Regions from separate parts of the Sus scrofa genome. Here region 1 is linked to region 2. A link is a contact called in public Hi-C data. All regions are on one chromosome and are shown on one strand. Each heading gives the region's core, a stretch centred on a gene start, on an enhancer-like site or on the middle of the called end of the contact. The rest is flanking DNA. Distances are from core to core; before and after follow the strand shown.

The links. A called contact is a pair of places that touch in the nucleus more often than the background predicts.
Region 1: a contact with region 2 is called in a Hi-C map of retroperitoneal adipose tissue, with 1.5 times the contacts expected there. The contact joins two enhancer-like sites. A contact is called at or near these places in 3 of 47 Hi-C or Micro-C datasets (mesenteric adipose tissue, retroperitoneal adipose tissue and subcutaneous adipose tissue).

Annotation. Positions count from the first base shown.
Region 1 is chr14:81,874,212-81,881,426 of Sscrofa11.1, forward strand. ANXA11 (annexin A11) reads left to right here. Exons shown (of 15, transcript XM_001924178.6): 12 at 2,275-2,370; 13 at 3,396-3,454; 14 at 3,652-3,774; 15 at 4,555-5,354. The coding sequence ends at 4,614. Among named protein-coding and RNA genes, the nearest start is that of PLAC9, 24 kb to the right of the region's middle. Within about 2 kb of position 2,615, at least 35 of the 83 cell types and tissues checked have an H3K27ac peak or open chromatin away from gene starts, as enhancers often do. A contact at or near this core is called in retroperitoneal adipose tissue, where this site is marked.
Region 2 is chr14:81,696,104-81,703,125 of Sscrofa11.1, forward strand. It overlaps LOC110256808 (a long non-coding RNA gene), which reads left to right. Exons shown (of 2, transcript XR_002338824.1): 2 at 1,437-2,957. ZCCHC24 (zinc finger CCHC domain-containing protein 24) reads right to left here. Exons shown (of 4, transcript XM_021073637.1): 4 at 3,317-5,967. The coding sequence ends at 5,854. Among named protein-coding and RNA genes, the nearest start is that of PPIF, 25 kb to the left of the region's middle. Within about 2 kb of position 1,723, at least 31 of the 83 cell types and tissues checked have an H3K27ac peak or open chromatin away from gene starts, as enhancers often do. A contact at or near this core is called in retroperitoneal adipose tissue, where this site is marked.

The DNA.
Region 1 (7,215 bases), core at 1,365-3,864, 180 kb after region 2:
CATGATCTGACTTAGATTTTGCGAGTGTACTGCCCACTGTGTGGAGAAGAAACCAGAGAGGAGGCTGCTGCAGTAAATCCCAGGGAGAAATGGTGGCCTGGATTAGCTGGTAGGGGCAGGTAGTGAGGAGGAAGGGGTCAGATTCTGGCCCCATTGCTGATTAATGGACATGGAGAGTGGGAGAAAGAAAGTTTTCAAGGATGACACAGGATATGTTCTGGCTGAGCCAGTGGAAGAGGAGAGGGGCCCTCAACTGAGACTGGGATGCTTGGATGGAGCAGACTTCAGGAGGAAGGAGAGTTAGGAGCCTTGGGCTGGAGATACCAGGTAGGCAGCTGGGTGTATGAGTCCAGTGGTCAGAAGAGGTTTGGGCTAGAGATGGAAGTTTGGGAGCTGTGAGTGGGTCAATGGAGTCTGAGGCGCTGGGGCCACAAGAAGTTCCCTTGGGAGGGAGTTGGGAGGCAGACCAATGGTCTGAGGACAGGGTCCTGGCCGTTGCAGGAGACAAAGGGACATCCCAGACAAAGGTGAGGCCGGCAGTGTCAGCAGTGAACATGTGAGGGCAGGTGTGGATGGAGAATGGTGACCACACCTAGCAACGTGGGTGGTGAGAACGCCAGCAGCTGCTCTGTGCCTGTGCTAAGCCTTTAATACATGCAAGTAGGTGCTATTCTCCTATTTACATATGAGGAAGTAGCCACAGGGCAGTTGGCAGCTTAGCCACCCAGCTGGTAACGTGCCAGGAGCTGGGCTTTGAACCCAGGCTGACTGCCTCCACAGCACGCTTTTTAACTTCTACACTTTACTGTAATGGAGCATGGGTGAACATATGTTCATCTTAATCATTATTTATTGTAATGAATATAGAATATATGTATAGCACATCAAACCCTTGGTTTCACAAACATTATTAGAAGAGAGGCGCTGATCTGTAGAAAATGGTAAGTAATGAAGATGGATGCAGATACAGCAGAAATCAGGATACTGATATGCAAATGACAACAGTTTGGAAAACATGGATAGAAACTGAGACCCTGGCTGGAGAAGAAGAGGGGATTTATATCCAGGGACAGAGCTCAAGTTAGAATCTGTCTCTTTGGTGCCATCTGCCTCTTGGGACCCACAGCCACTTCCCAAGGGTGCTCGGTCCATCCCAGCGCAAGCTCACGGTCAGATTGAGAAAGACTGGTATGTAGAGTGACCGAGAAGGGCTGGGACTGGAAGTGCCTAGGATCTGGGCAGAGAGTGTCAGAGTTGGGCTCCTGGACAGGGGGTTACTAACGGTGCAGTGGGTGAGCAGTGGTGAGGGCAGGGCTAGTCAGGGGACTGCATGAGCAGGCCTGGGGGGCAGGGGGAGTGTACTCACCTTGGGATGAAGAACCGGCAGACCTGAGAGCTGGGCAGGTGTGGTCAGTAGGGCCACCCAGGGTGCCATGGAGCAGAGTAGGAGAGGTGGTTCCAGAAGGGACAGAGGCCTGCTCACTGCCTCTCCCGTACAAGTCAGCTGCCATAATAAAGTATCACAGGCTGAGGGGCTTAAACAGCAAAAGCTTATCTTCTCACAGTTCCGAAGGCTAGAAGTCCAAGATCAAGGTTTCAGTAGGGTTGGTTTCTCCTGAGGCCGCCCTCTTTGCTGTGTCTATACATGAGCATTTTTGTGTTTGCAACCTTGGTGTTTCCTTGTGTATCCAAATCTCTCTCTCACTCTTTTGTTTGTTTGTTTGTTTTTGTCTTTTGAGGGCCATACCTGAGGCATATGGGGGTTCCCAGGCTAGGGGTCTAATTGGAGCTACAGCTGCCGGCTTATGCCACAGCCACAGCAGCACCAGATCTGAGCCGAGTCTGTGACCTACCACAGCTCACAGCAACGCTGGATCCTTAACCCACCCAGCGAAGCCAGAGATCAAACCTGCAACCTCATGGTTCCTAGTTGGATCCGTTTCCACTGAGCTACAACGAGAACTTCTTTTTTTGGCTGTGATGTGCAGCAGCTTGACATAGGGCTCAGTTCCCAGGCCACGGCAGTGAAAGCAGTGAATCCTAATCACTAGACCACCAGGGAACTCCCCAAATCTCCTTTTGTTATAAAGAAACCACTCACATTGGATTTGGGCCCACTCAAAGGGCCTCATTCTAATGTTATGGCCTCTTTAAAGACTTTATCTCCAAGTACAGTTAGATTCTGAAGTCCTCGGGATTAGGACTTGAACATAGGAATCTGTGGTGGGGAGAATAGAATTCAGTCCATAACATGACTCTCTGTCTTTCCACTAGTTTTCAACGAGTATCAGAGAATGACAGGTCGTGACATTGAGAAGAGCATCTGCCGGGAGATGTCTGGGGACCTGGAGGAGGGCATGCTGGCCGTGGGTAGGTGTCTCTGGCCTGCCTGCAAGAGGCTGGCGTGTGTTGTAAGTTTTCAGGGTGCTCACCCACCCTCTGGTTGAGGAAGAGGATAGTGGAAGGATCCAGGATTGCTAAATCCAGCTAAGTGACAGGAAATCAGGCTGCTTCCTGGATCAATGCTTTGTTGTAGCCCCAGCCTCCCTGTCCCAGGGAGGTGTCTTGTTTATGTGTCAAGCGAGGCTCTGGGGGAGGAGCTGCAGTGTGGGCACTAGTGCGCTCCCAGAGGGAGCTGACTCATATCCTGCCAAGTTTCCTCTAAAAATACATCCCTGCAGGCACTTGTCAGATGTTTGTGATGGAAACACGTGGAAGGTTTTTTTTTTTTTTTACTTGTGATAGCAAAATAGGCCCTTGCCAAGGAAAGCTGGCATAGCTCCTGAGACGCTGGTGTGCTTCCTGCAGTGCAGGACTGTGTCATGTCCTCTAGAGGAGGGCAGCGCCTGATGGGCTCCAGGCCCACCCACATACCCATGAGGTTGGCTCCTCTTTAGACCCACTTGGTAACATCACGGCCCATCTTTCACTTTGCTTTTCTTGGAGCTTTCTGGATAGCACAGATTTTCCTGCATCCCCATTGGGAGGTGGCCTGAGAGCCCCAGGGAGACATTCATTCCACTTGGCCATCCTTCTCCATAAGGACCACGCCATCTCCAGTCTGCCCCCTCCCACGTGAGAAGCATCATGGTTCCTCATCACCCTCCCCGTTCCTTCCCTACATAGTTCCTTTCATCACATTGACTACCAGGAACGGGGCTGGGTTGGTGTCAAGAGCTCTGCATGTTTCTATTCCAAAGAGCTAGAGCCAGGATCATGGGATAACTGAGCTTGGGGGAGATGGGGGTGGAGGGGACAGAGGGAGAAAGATAGATGCAGTGCTGTGTTTGACGTCTGGCCTCCTCAGGAGATTGCTCTGTGCTCTGTGACTGTGCTCCCTCCCCCCCGCCCCCCATTTTCTGCAGATAGAGTAACACTGTGTTTCTCTCTTCTAGTGAAATGTCTTAAGAATACTCCAGCCTTCTTTGCTGAAAGGCTCAACAAGGCCATGAGGGTAGGTAACCCCCATGTGCAGCATCTGGGTGCCACCTGTGACTGGGACCTTGCTCAGGGAAGGATGCAGGAGGAGAGCCACCTTTCAGCCAAGAGGACAGAGGGCCCATGGGCAGGGAGGGGACCAGGGCCCAGGGAAGGTGGGGAAGTGATCAGTGTGGAGGCCCGTTGCTCACACCCTTGGGCAACTCTCTTTAGGGAGCAGGAACCAAGGACCGGACCCTGATCCGCATCATGGTGTCTCGCAGCGAGATTGACCTCCTGGACATCCGGGCGGAGTATAAGCGGCTGTACGGCAAGTCGCTGTACCACGACATCACGGTATGAGCCCCTGGGGGCTGTCTGAGCTTCTTCCTGGTGTCCTGCTTGCCTGTGGACCTTGCTGGCCACTCCCACTGACCCCATTACTCTCTGTCCTCAGAGGTCCCTCGGGCTCAGCTTCTGCCATGTATAGGCATCTTGTCTGTGGTCCTCCAACTTGCCCTCCCCAGTTTTCATTTGTTCGTCTAGTTGTACAGTAGGTCGTCAGCTCTTGATCCTGCTGTCACCCCACTATCCAGCATATCTGCTGCTCAGTAAATGGTTGGGGCAGGAGGGTCTAAAATCGGCATCAGAGAACATGAAAGACCTCCCCAACCTGGTTCCTGGCCTTTGGCGCCCAGATACCCTGTGGTTCTGTGACCCATCCATGGGAGATCACATCTTGAACCCCCTGAGGGCCCGAGGCTCTGGCTTCCTGATGAGCCACTTCTTAGCTTTAGGTGGAGGCAGCATGGGAAGGCAGTTCAGAGCGAGGGCTGTTTTGTGTTTATTTTTCAAATTCTGAGTTTGATCATTGTGATGAAAGCAGCTTTCTGTTTTTTTTTGGCGGGGGGTGGGGAGGTGCTAGAAAGGCTGAACGGTGTTGTCCAAGGTCCTTGCCACCTTCGAGGCCAAGTGCATGAGCCTCTCTCTCACCCTCTGCGGCAGCAGCATGGTGGGGAATTTCCTAGGATGGGGTTCCCTCTCTGTAAGGGCACTCGTGGCATGAGAAAATTGAGCCAGGAAGCCAAAATTGGCTGAGCCTCTCTTAACTGATGTCTTACTTGTTTCTGTGACCAGGGAGACACTTCAGGGGATTACCGGAAGATTCTGTTGAAGATCTGTGGTGGCAACGACTGAGTGGTGACTGGTGGGTCACTTCTGTCCACCTGCTGGCAACAGCATTTCCAAGAAAAGGCCAAAAGAATATCTGTTTCTAGCAAATCCACAAAATAGCCCCCTGGTGTCCCAGTGTGGACCATCCATAGAACCCTGGCCCTGTCCTCCACCTGCCCTCCTGATCCACGTATTGTGCTCGTGCTGAAGGACCTGGGCTGGTCTTGAACTCTCTTAGGATGTCCCCCCTCCACTCCTCATAGCCTCTTGCTGCTGAAGTAGCTGTTTTGTTTCCTGACTCATGCAATCATTCCCCTTTGCTGTGGCTGAGACGCTTGGCTTCATTTTATTCATGGACTTTTGTATGTTTATTTGGAGGCATTTTTAAAAAATATATAGTCATTGCCAGACAGATACACACACATTTGCTATAGATGCAATTCAGGTAAGAGAGGTGGAGGTTGGGGGCATCATATCTTCACTGAGGAGTAAAAGGGAAAACCTTGAAGGGTACTCTTTGCGTCTGGTGCGAATGTGTCGTGAGCTTTGTTATTGCCAAAGTCACTCCTTTTTAGAAGAAAAAAAAAAAAAAAAGACCAGACAGTCCTCTGTTCCTTCTTTCATGCTGAACCAAAAGAACAAAGCCAGCTCCCTGTCAGTGACAGGGCTTCTTATAATTGAGAATGTGCCTTAAACGTGAATGTCGATGCTCAAAAGCTGTTTCTAGATTAAAGTCAGCCAGTTCTGGAATGTTTTGGAAGTGTTTACCTGGTGTCAGCTTGCTTTCTTGTGCTTCATGATTCTGCCCTATAGCTCAGGGGTGCCAGGCTTATTAGCCAGTGAAAATTTATATGACTTTAAATAGAAACTTGTGTTCAGGAAAGCTTGAGCATAAGTAGTTTACAGGGGTTGGATTGTAGGTACGTAAGAAAGAAAGGGAGGTTCCTGAAGTCTGCGCTTGGGGTGAAGATGCTGAAAAGGTGCAGGGATTTGGGTCAGATGCGGCTGCAGTAAAGTCCATGGAGGGCAAGTAGGAAGCATGTGGTCCTTCACCCAGGCCTAGAAGGAGGGGCACAGGCAGGAGGGGCTGTGCCTGACTCCTGGGGAGACCTATTCATGAGACCAGCACCTCCCCGTAGGAGCCTTTGGTCTGAAAGGGAGCACCTGGCTGTGGTCCCTGGTGGGCCCTTTGCCCCTTTGGTTGGTGGTGTTAGGAGAAGGCAAGTCCAGAAGGGACAGAGTTTTTAAAAATTGTTATGTCACATCTAGAAGCCCAGAGCTTGTCTTCTGGTCAGGTGTCTCTGTTCCTTATCTGACCTCCTGTGTTGAAAGTTTAGAAAGGAGAGAATCCAGAGACTGGGGTGGGAGCCTCAAGCCTGCTGAGCTTGAGCAGAGGCCCCAGGGAGTGGCTTGTCCACAAAGTAAACATCTGCTTGGGGACTCCTCACTGCCTTCTGGTCATAGAAGAGAGATGACCAAGGGGCACGGAGCAGCCATGAGCTAGAACTAGCCTGGTCTACTTAGACCTGCCTTGCCCAACCAGAGAAGGCTGATGGGGGCCCCAGAGCAGGTGGCACACCCTGCTTGTCACTTCAGCTCTGCTGCAGTTCTTGTGCCTGGAACCTCTTGACTAAGACCCAGCATGCTTGGCTGAGGCATTTTTCCTCTATCTGGGTCAGGCACCTTGCCCCTGGGTACCAGGTAGGACCTGCCTGGTAGGATGGGCTGCATGGTATTGCACAGCTTGCTGTGAACTCAGCCTGACTTCAGTGGCCTCCTGAGCTCTGCCAAGGCGTAGATTCAATCTCCTGTAATGTGATGGTAAATGTTCTGTGACATTACTTTGTCCTTTTGTTTGCACCAGTGGTTTCACCTAGCAGGCAGTGTGTAACCTATACATGCATTTACTTTTGTTCCCAGAGAGTCTTTTTTTTTTTGCCTCTTTAGGGCCACACCTGGGGCATATGGAAGTTCCCAGGCTGGGGGTCGAATCAGAGCTACAGCTGCCAGCCTATACCACAGCCACAGGAACACCAGATCCAAGCCATGTCCGTGACCTACACCACAGCTCACAACTATGCCAGATCCCCAACCTACTGAGCAAGGCCAGGGATCGAACCTCCATCATCACAGATGCTAGTCGGGTTTGTTACCACTGAGCCACGATGGGAAATCCCATAGAGTCTTTTTAGATATTTGGATTTGTTGCCAACATTTAAGCATTGAGAGATTTCCTATTTTAAAAAATCTGGAATAATAGCTTGTCTTGTGTAACTAAAAATTCTAGTATCACTGGTTGAGCATTCCTGCACGGCAGTTCCTGTTGGAGCCAACCTGTGGCTGTACTATCCATTTGCTACAGGCCCCACTGCTCCCTATTGTCTCATACCAAGTACAAGTTATCTATTTGGCTCTATGGGCTTCTGAGTTTGAGACTCCAGGTTGAGACTCCATCTATGTTCATCTTGATCCTTATTCTCTACGTTTCTGTCCCTCTGGCTGCCCTCTTGATCATGCTTACAAGACCCAACCCATAGCAAGGATGGGCTGGAGGACTATGTAAATGCTTCATAAATCTCTCTAGAGACAAGAAAGGCACCACCTGCCTTCTGACGTCTGTGGAAA
Region 2 (7,022 bases), core at 473-2,972:
CTGTATGACCTCTGGCCTGAGCCGCAGACCGTGGCCCCTAACCCGCCACCCAGGTGCCAAGCCATGTGCTGGGCCTTGTGGTCACTGGGCTTCTTATCCATGTAATATCCCCTTGGAAGCTCTGGCTCAAAGAGGCCGGGGGAGCAGCTCAGGGTCACACAGCCAGGGGAGGCAGGGCTGATCTGGAAGCCAGTGTTGTGGCCACTGAGACAGACGGGGCTCCATGTCCTCAGACCTGTAACAGGGAGCACAGCCTTCCCTGGGCTGCAGGTGGAGAGGCTCTCATGGGGGATTATTCTCTCCTTTGCCCATCCTGCTGGGGTGCCACCCACCTGCGTCAGGCCAGTTCTGGTCCTGCCTGCCATTTCACTCACCCTGAAGCCAGGCACCAGGAAGTGAATTAATCCTTCCTCTGTGCCAATGAGCAGGAAAGGGCATGGTGGCTGCCAGGATTTGCTGTGTACCCCAAATAAGCTAATAGGTCCTGCCTCTGGAGTCAGGAGCCTCTGTTCCTTCCTGTCCCCCACTTCTCCCCAACCCATGGTCCCTGACCCCAAGGACTCACATCTTAGTTTCACTGTTCCATCTCAGAGGTTGCTGTCTAGAGGCATGGGCCGGCTCGCGGATAGTTTGGCTATTTAAAAATTTAAGGAGTTCCTGCCATGGCACAGTGGGCTAAGAACCTGACTGCAGCGGCTTGGGTCATTGTGGAGGTGTGGGTTCGATTCCCGCTCTGGTACAGTGGGTTAAAGGATCCAGCATTGCCGCAGCTGTGCCTCGGGTCACAGCTGTGGCTCAGATTTAACCACAGGCCCAGGAACTTCCATATGCTGTGGGTGCGGCCATAAAAAGAAAAAATTTTAAAAAAACTTAATAAACTAGTTGCCAAAATTTAAAAATTGGAAAATTTCACATAACAACCTGAATTCCTAGTCTCTTGCCGCCCCCTCTCCCCCCTCTGCCCCAGACAGTGTATTCTTAGATAGCAGCAATTGGCTGGAGCTGGGGAGGGGATGTCCCTCCAGCGAGCTGAAACCCCTCACCCCCCCCACCCCACCACCCACCAGTCTCCTTACAGCCATCACCACTGGCCCCATAGGACCCTAGAGACCATTTCAAAGCCCTATACTTCTCAGCCTTGCATGCTGGACTGATCAGGGACTTTAAGGACACCCAGGCTGGTTTCTCAAGCATCTCCGGGTGAGACCAAGGCGGTTCCCATGGGCGATTCTGGTGAGCAGCCAGGTTGAGAACCACAAGTGCGAAGACCCTGGGCCTCAGGGCTCCATATGCAGGTGGCTCCCTCAGACTTTCTTGGCTGTGGCTCCAGGCCTTATGAGCTGTGGCTTCCTGTCTGTGGCCCTCAGCAAGAGCCCCACCTGGAGACAGCCCAGCCTGGGTCCTTGCTCAGACGAGTCCTCTGTCCCCTTTCCCAGGGTCTTTCCAGGAGGCCCCGGACACTTCACTTTGCTCACTGTGGGATGCCCAGTGTCTGAGGTCCAAATCCTGATCCTGGCGAGAGATCCGAGTGGGAGCTGTGGTGGCGAGGCCCGAGGCTGCATCTCCGAGGAAGATTCACTCCTATATATGGTCACCGGGAGTCCCATCGCTGAGCTAACTGTGACCTAATGTGCTGACAATCTCGCCCAGTCTGGGGCCCTGCTTGGGGAGGGCGTTCACCCTGGAGAGAGTGTCTGCTTGGGGACAGAGGGGCTGGGAGAAGGCAAATCAATGGTGTGGAGGCAGGGCAAGGACCGGACGTCCCAGACTCATGACAGCAGAAGGGCGGCTCCGAGTCCTCCCGCCCTACTTGGCCCCTCTGGTCTGTGAAAACGTCTAGCTCCCACGGACACTCTGCGTAAACAAGGAAACCAGGAGCCTCTCTTGCTTTTAAGAGTCCTTTTAATACAGCATGAAAAGGCTATATTTCTATAGGCAGGCCGTATACAGATTCTCCAGGAATAAGGCACACAACGGAATGCCATCCCGAGGGCGGCCCTCGGGAGCGGTCGGGAGCCTCCTCCACGCACCCTCCGAGCTGGCCCACGGGTTCTGTTTGTCTTTCTAGCTGGACACACACATATTAACAGATACAGACATGGACAGGGTCACCACATGCGAGTGGAGGACGTCGAGTGAGGTTGGCAACAGAGAGCGATGAATTCCCCAAGGCTGGACGCCTCCCAGATTTCAGGGTTAGCTGTCGCTCTGGGCTGTGATGTAGTGATGCTGGGTTAAATATTCATTTCGAGTAGATTCAAGTCCATTAGATGGTGGAGGGCAGGGGGACAAATCCAAGTTCAAAGAGCATGGGGACCTGGGACATGGCTCAGATGGCAAAGCTCCAAAAGGAACGGTGTGAAGTCTGTCTTCCTCTTCCCTCTTTGGGCTGTTCTGACCGGAAGCCCTGGATCAGGCCAAGGAGGCCATCTTTGGAGCTGGCCAACCATAGAGGGGCTAATCAGTCACATGCCCCCTGTTCCCCTAGCTCACTCCTGCCCCCCCACAAGATTAATAACCATAATAACAAGATAATAATAAGAAGGTGCAAGAGAATGGATTATAGTGCTGTGTTATCCTCAGCTGAAGAGGCTCAAAGAGCTTCCCATTCCCTTTTTCACTAAGTATCTAATAATAGCTTCCCTCCAAAAAGGCAATACTTTCCAAAATACACATATGTATAAATACAGGACAGGAACATATTAATAAGTATAAGCACTTGAATAATATGCTGACTACTTAATACTGATATTTTCATCCAAGGCAAACAAGAGAGAATAACAATAATATGGCTTAAAGAATTGCAAAGATTTTTTTTTTCCTCATCAGAATTATGTACCAACTTCATATAATATTCTATGTAGACAATATTTCCTTAATGTAATTCAGTTGCAGACTTTTTACAGACCAAAGCATAGTAAAAAATCAAACCAAAAAAAAAAAAAACAGGAAAAAGAGAAAAGTTCTCACCATAAATATTTTCTTGCAGCTCAACCAGAAGGTTTGCAAAAAATACTTCCAGAAATCTTCATTTGATATTCTACTGCCCTCCTGAAAGCTCTGAAGTTTTGAAAATGCCTCTCCTTTTGTTTATTTTAAATCTCAAAAATCAAGTAATTATATTTTTCTTGTCTTTTTCTTTTTCTTCTTTTTTTTTTAAAAAAGGCCCTCAAATATATACAGACAAAAATCACTGTGAAGATCTTTCGGGAGAAGGTAACAAATTCAGTGTTGTGAGAAAAATTGGAAACCATGCAGAAATTTTAACATCCATGAATTTTCTTTTCAAAATACACACATAGTATTTTTCTTTAAAAAAAAAAAAAAAGGAATTCTGTGTCAAGTATAACTCAAAATAAATACAAATTCACAAGTAGAACTATTGAATACTTCATATGGGGTAAACACCATTATCTCCCAACTAGATCGCTAGATCTACTAACTGCAAGCGATTGTCCCTTTTGAACATACTGAAACCACACACTTTCTTGTCTCCTGGACGCCCGGGCCCTCTGAGCACTTAATTCTCACAGCACCAGCCTGGACAGCAGTGGCTTTTGCTGACCACACAGAGCTCCCAAATTCAGCCATGGGGCGGGGGCAATATGGAAGGGCTGCCCCAGGCAGGAGGGCCCAGCCCCCCCACAGTGGCTGATTCTGCACAGATGGCAGCGGCAGTGACTGCCAGCTGGACAAGCCCACTGCAAAGGTCACTTTGGGGTGATATTCCTTCTGGAGTCTGGAGCCTGGGTTCTTTCTAGGATGTGGACTTCCCGCACAACCTCAGCCCAAGCACCCAGAAGCCCAGGTCCTCCCCGTGGGGCCAAGTCCCTGGAAGTCTTGGGGCCTTGTCCTCGCAGTGGAAACCAGGACACTGCCACCCCTGTGAATGCTCTCTTTAGAGGGACACGAGGATGACTGACAGTGACAGCTTCTCGGGGACAGAGAACCCAGGGCCAGGGTGACTCTGGCTCACCTTGACACAGTAGAGCAGGCAGGGGGCAGAGGGATTCTTCAGTGGGCGGTAAGCACGTTCACAGTTGGTGGCGGGCGTTCTGCCCCTGCAGGCCTGGAGGGAGGCAGCTACAGGGCTCAGGCTGGAGCACACACACCCTTCCTAAGTGCTCAGAGGGCTTGGCCCCCCCCAATCTACCCTGCAGCCCTCTGGCTGCAAATACTCTCAACTCCATCTCTTCAACTCACTCCCTGGACCCCTGATTAACACTTTGCCGTAACTCCTCAGTTGTACAAAGCATTTTCACTTGAAAACCAAAGACGACCGGCCCCAGGTTGGGTGTCCTTGAGCCGTGGTAAACACTGAATTTCAGGCCCATTCCGCGGTCTGATTTTTTTTTTTTTTTTTTTTTTTCCCACAGAGGCATAATGTTGGGGCAACATCAAAGGACCCAGCCCTGGGAGAAAGGAAGGGTAATATGACAAAGCAAATAGGGCTTCTCATGGGGGAGAGAGCAGAGAGGAAGGCAATCCTTCCCACTAGCCAGGACAGCATCGGCAGGCCTGTCCAGTGTGAGTGCCAGGAGGCCTCTCCGCCCCCTCAGGAGGTAGGAATCATTGTCCCCACTTTGCAAACCAGAGGTTCTGTAGCGTGTCTTGGGGTTGCCCTGTAAGGAGGGGGAGACCTTTCTCCTTCACGTTTGCAGGGTAGGGGACAAAAGACATGGCTGGGGTTGCAGGGGGCAACAGGGGAGGACCTGCATCCCTCCACCTGATTTCTTAAGTGACTGACTGATGGGTGATAGTGGGAAGGGGATGGGTAGGGAGCCTGGGGAAACTCTCCAAATAAAGCTCTCTGCTCCAGGAGATGGCACCCAGCCAGGCAGAATTCCAGAACATCAGGACAGAAATGGGCCTCTCTGGTGTCACTCTCTCTTTCTCTTAGTGGGGAAACAGAGGCCCAGAGGTGAGAATCCTTCTCAAGGCTCTGTAGTGCATCAGTGGCGGGGTCAGCATTAAAACCCAGGTCTTTGGACTGCCAGGCCTGGGTCCTTCCTGCCAGAGTGGTTTCCCTGCTGGGTCCTATTGCCTCCTTCCGGGTGTGGCTCCCCAGCATGGGTGAGAGGGGAAGGAGAAGGGAAGGGGATAGGGCTGGCAAAATCCAAACGCGTGGGGGAAGTCTGTGGTGGGGGAGGGGGTGTTGCCCTCTGTGCCCCAGGTCACACGCTGGAGCACCGTCCAACATTCAGTGCCTCCCCATCCCTGACCTCTGGGGTGTAGGGGGAGGGGAGATGTGCGGGGCCCAGGTGCAATGCCAGTGGCTTCAGAGGCAGTCAGGTTTGGGGCTCAAAGTGGCAGGGGGCAGAGATGCCCGCTCCCCAGCAGCTGCTAGAACAGGAGTCAGCTTGCCATGAGCACTGACTTAGAAAATTAGGGCTTTCCAAGAGTGGCTTTTCACACAGGGCAAACTGGAAGGTTCTGGGTGGGAGAAGGCCACCTGGCTGGTTTTGGGAGACCATCCCCTGCAGGCTCTGGGATTCACAGTAAATTTAGTGCACTTGTGGCCAATGTAAGGCTGCTCACCCAAAAGGGAGTCTCAGAGGAGAGCCTGCAGGGGACGCTGAAGGCTCTGTGGGGTCCTGTGCGCTGACCTCTGCTCACCTTGTCCCCTCCACACAGACCCAGGCCCACCTGTAGAGAGTCGCAGAGAGCGGGCCTTGTGGGGCGGCAGCTACGTCAGTTAACACTGTTTGTCAACATACAAGAACATAAGAGCCCACCCACCAGACCTGTAAGCCTTTGAGGATGCCCCCTTGCACGTGCACACTTGGGGACATGCAGGGTGGTTGCGTCTTCTCCAGCTGGCAGGAGGGCGGTGGGGCATGGTGGGCGGCCGGGTCATTGCACGCGCCGGCAGTAGTAGCCCAGCACCTTGCACTTCTCGCACAGGTGCTGGGGGTGCTCCTTGCTCTGGTCAGACACGTCCAGGCCATCGGGCTTCTCCAGGGGTCTCTGCAGAGAGGAAGGTAGACGCGGGCCCAAGGGTGGGGAGGAGGGGGTGGAGAGAAAGAAATACCAGAGAAGCAGGGAGAGTGAGACAGATGTGGGGAGAGGCAGAGACAGTGCGCCAGACAGACAGACAGGAAGAGGGAGAGAGATACACAGGGTGGGCCCGGAGAGAGAGCACGTGTGCCTGTAATCACAGAGGTTGTTTCAAGAAGCACCCAGGACCCTTCCTGCCTCTCACCTACTGCAGGCAACACATGTGTTCTAAGTCCCAGAGGCATGGCTGAGGCCTTGGGCTGGGGCTAGGGCTATGGGAGGCTTTTACCCAGAGCCCTGGGTCTAGATGCCACTTCGCCCTCCCCCGTGATCTCTGAGCGGCCACCATTTGAAGCTCACTAAAGCCCAGGACAGAGGCAGGACAACGGTGCACAGACATTAACCAGATGATGAAACCAGGGTCCAGCACAAGGGAGGCCCAAGTCATATCTCCTGATTCCCAGCATCCACTGCCTCTTCCCAGGTCACTTGTCACCCACACAACTGCTCCTGTGGCCTCAAGACTCAAAGGGTGTTTAACCTCGACACAGTCCCGGTGTTTCAGGCTTAGAGTAATTGAACCCTTAGCTCTGTGTGGTCAGCTGCCAGTGTTCTAATTTGTCCCTGATCCCTGAGCCTGGCACAGCACCTGCCCTGTTTGATGAGTGCCTAGATGCTTCTTAACAGGGAAACCGAGGCCCCGAGAAAAGCTAGACCTATGATACCACTCATTTACAATGTGGCCTCAGAGAGCTTCCATTTCCACATCTGTAAAGTGGGTGACTGTTGAGCTTGTTTGCAGGGAGGAGTCAGTGTCTAGATGTCTGTAAACTGAGCAGTGTTGGGCACATACAAACATATTTCTGTTATACACGGGGCTTCCCCGCTCCCTCTGTCCCTCTCATCCTGGCTCTCAAAAGCCAGCAAAGACCTGTTTCTCTGGAAGATGTATGGAGGCTTTTAGGCACACCTCCTGAGGCAGATAGTTTCCTAGCTGGCAGCCAGAATCTTGGCCCAGAACCCCT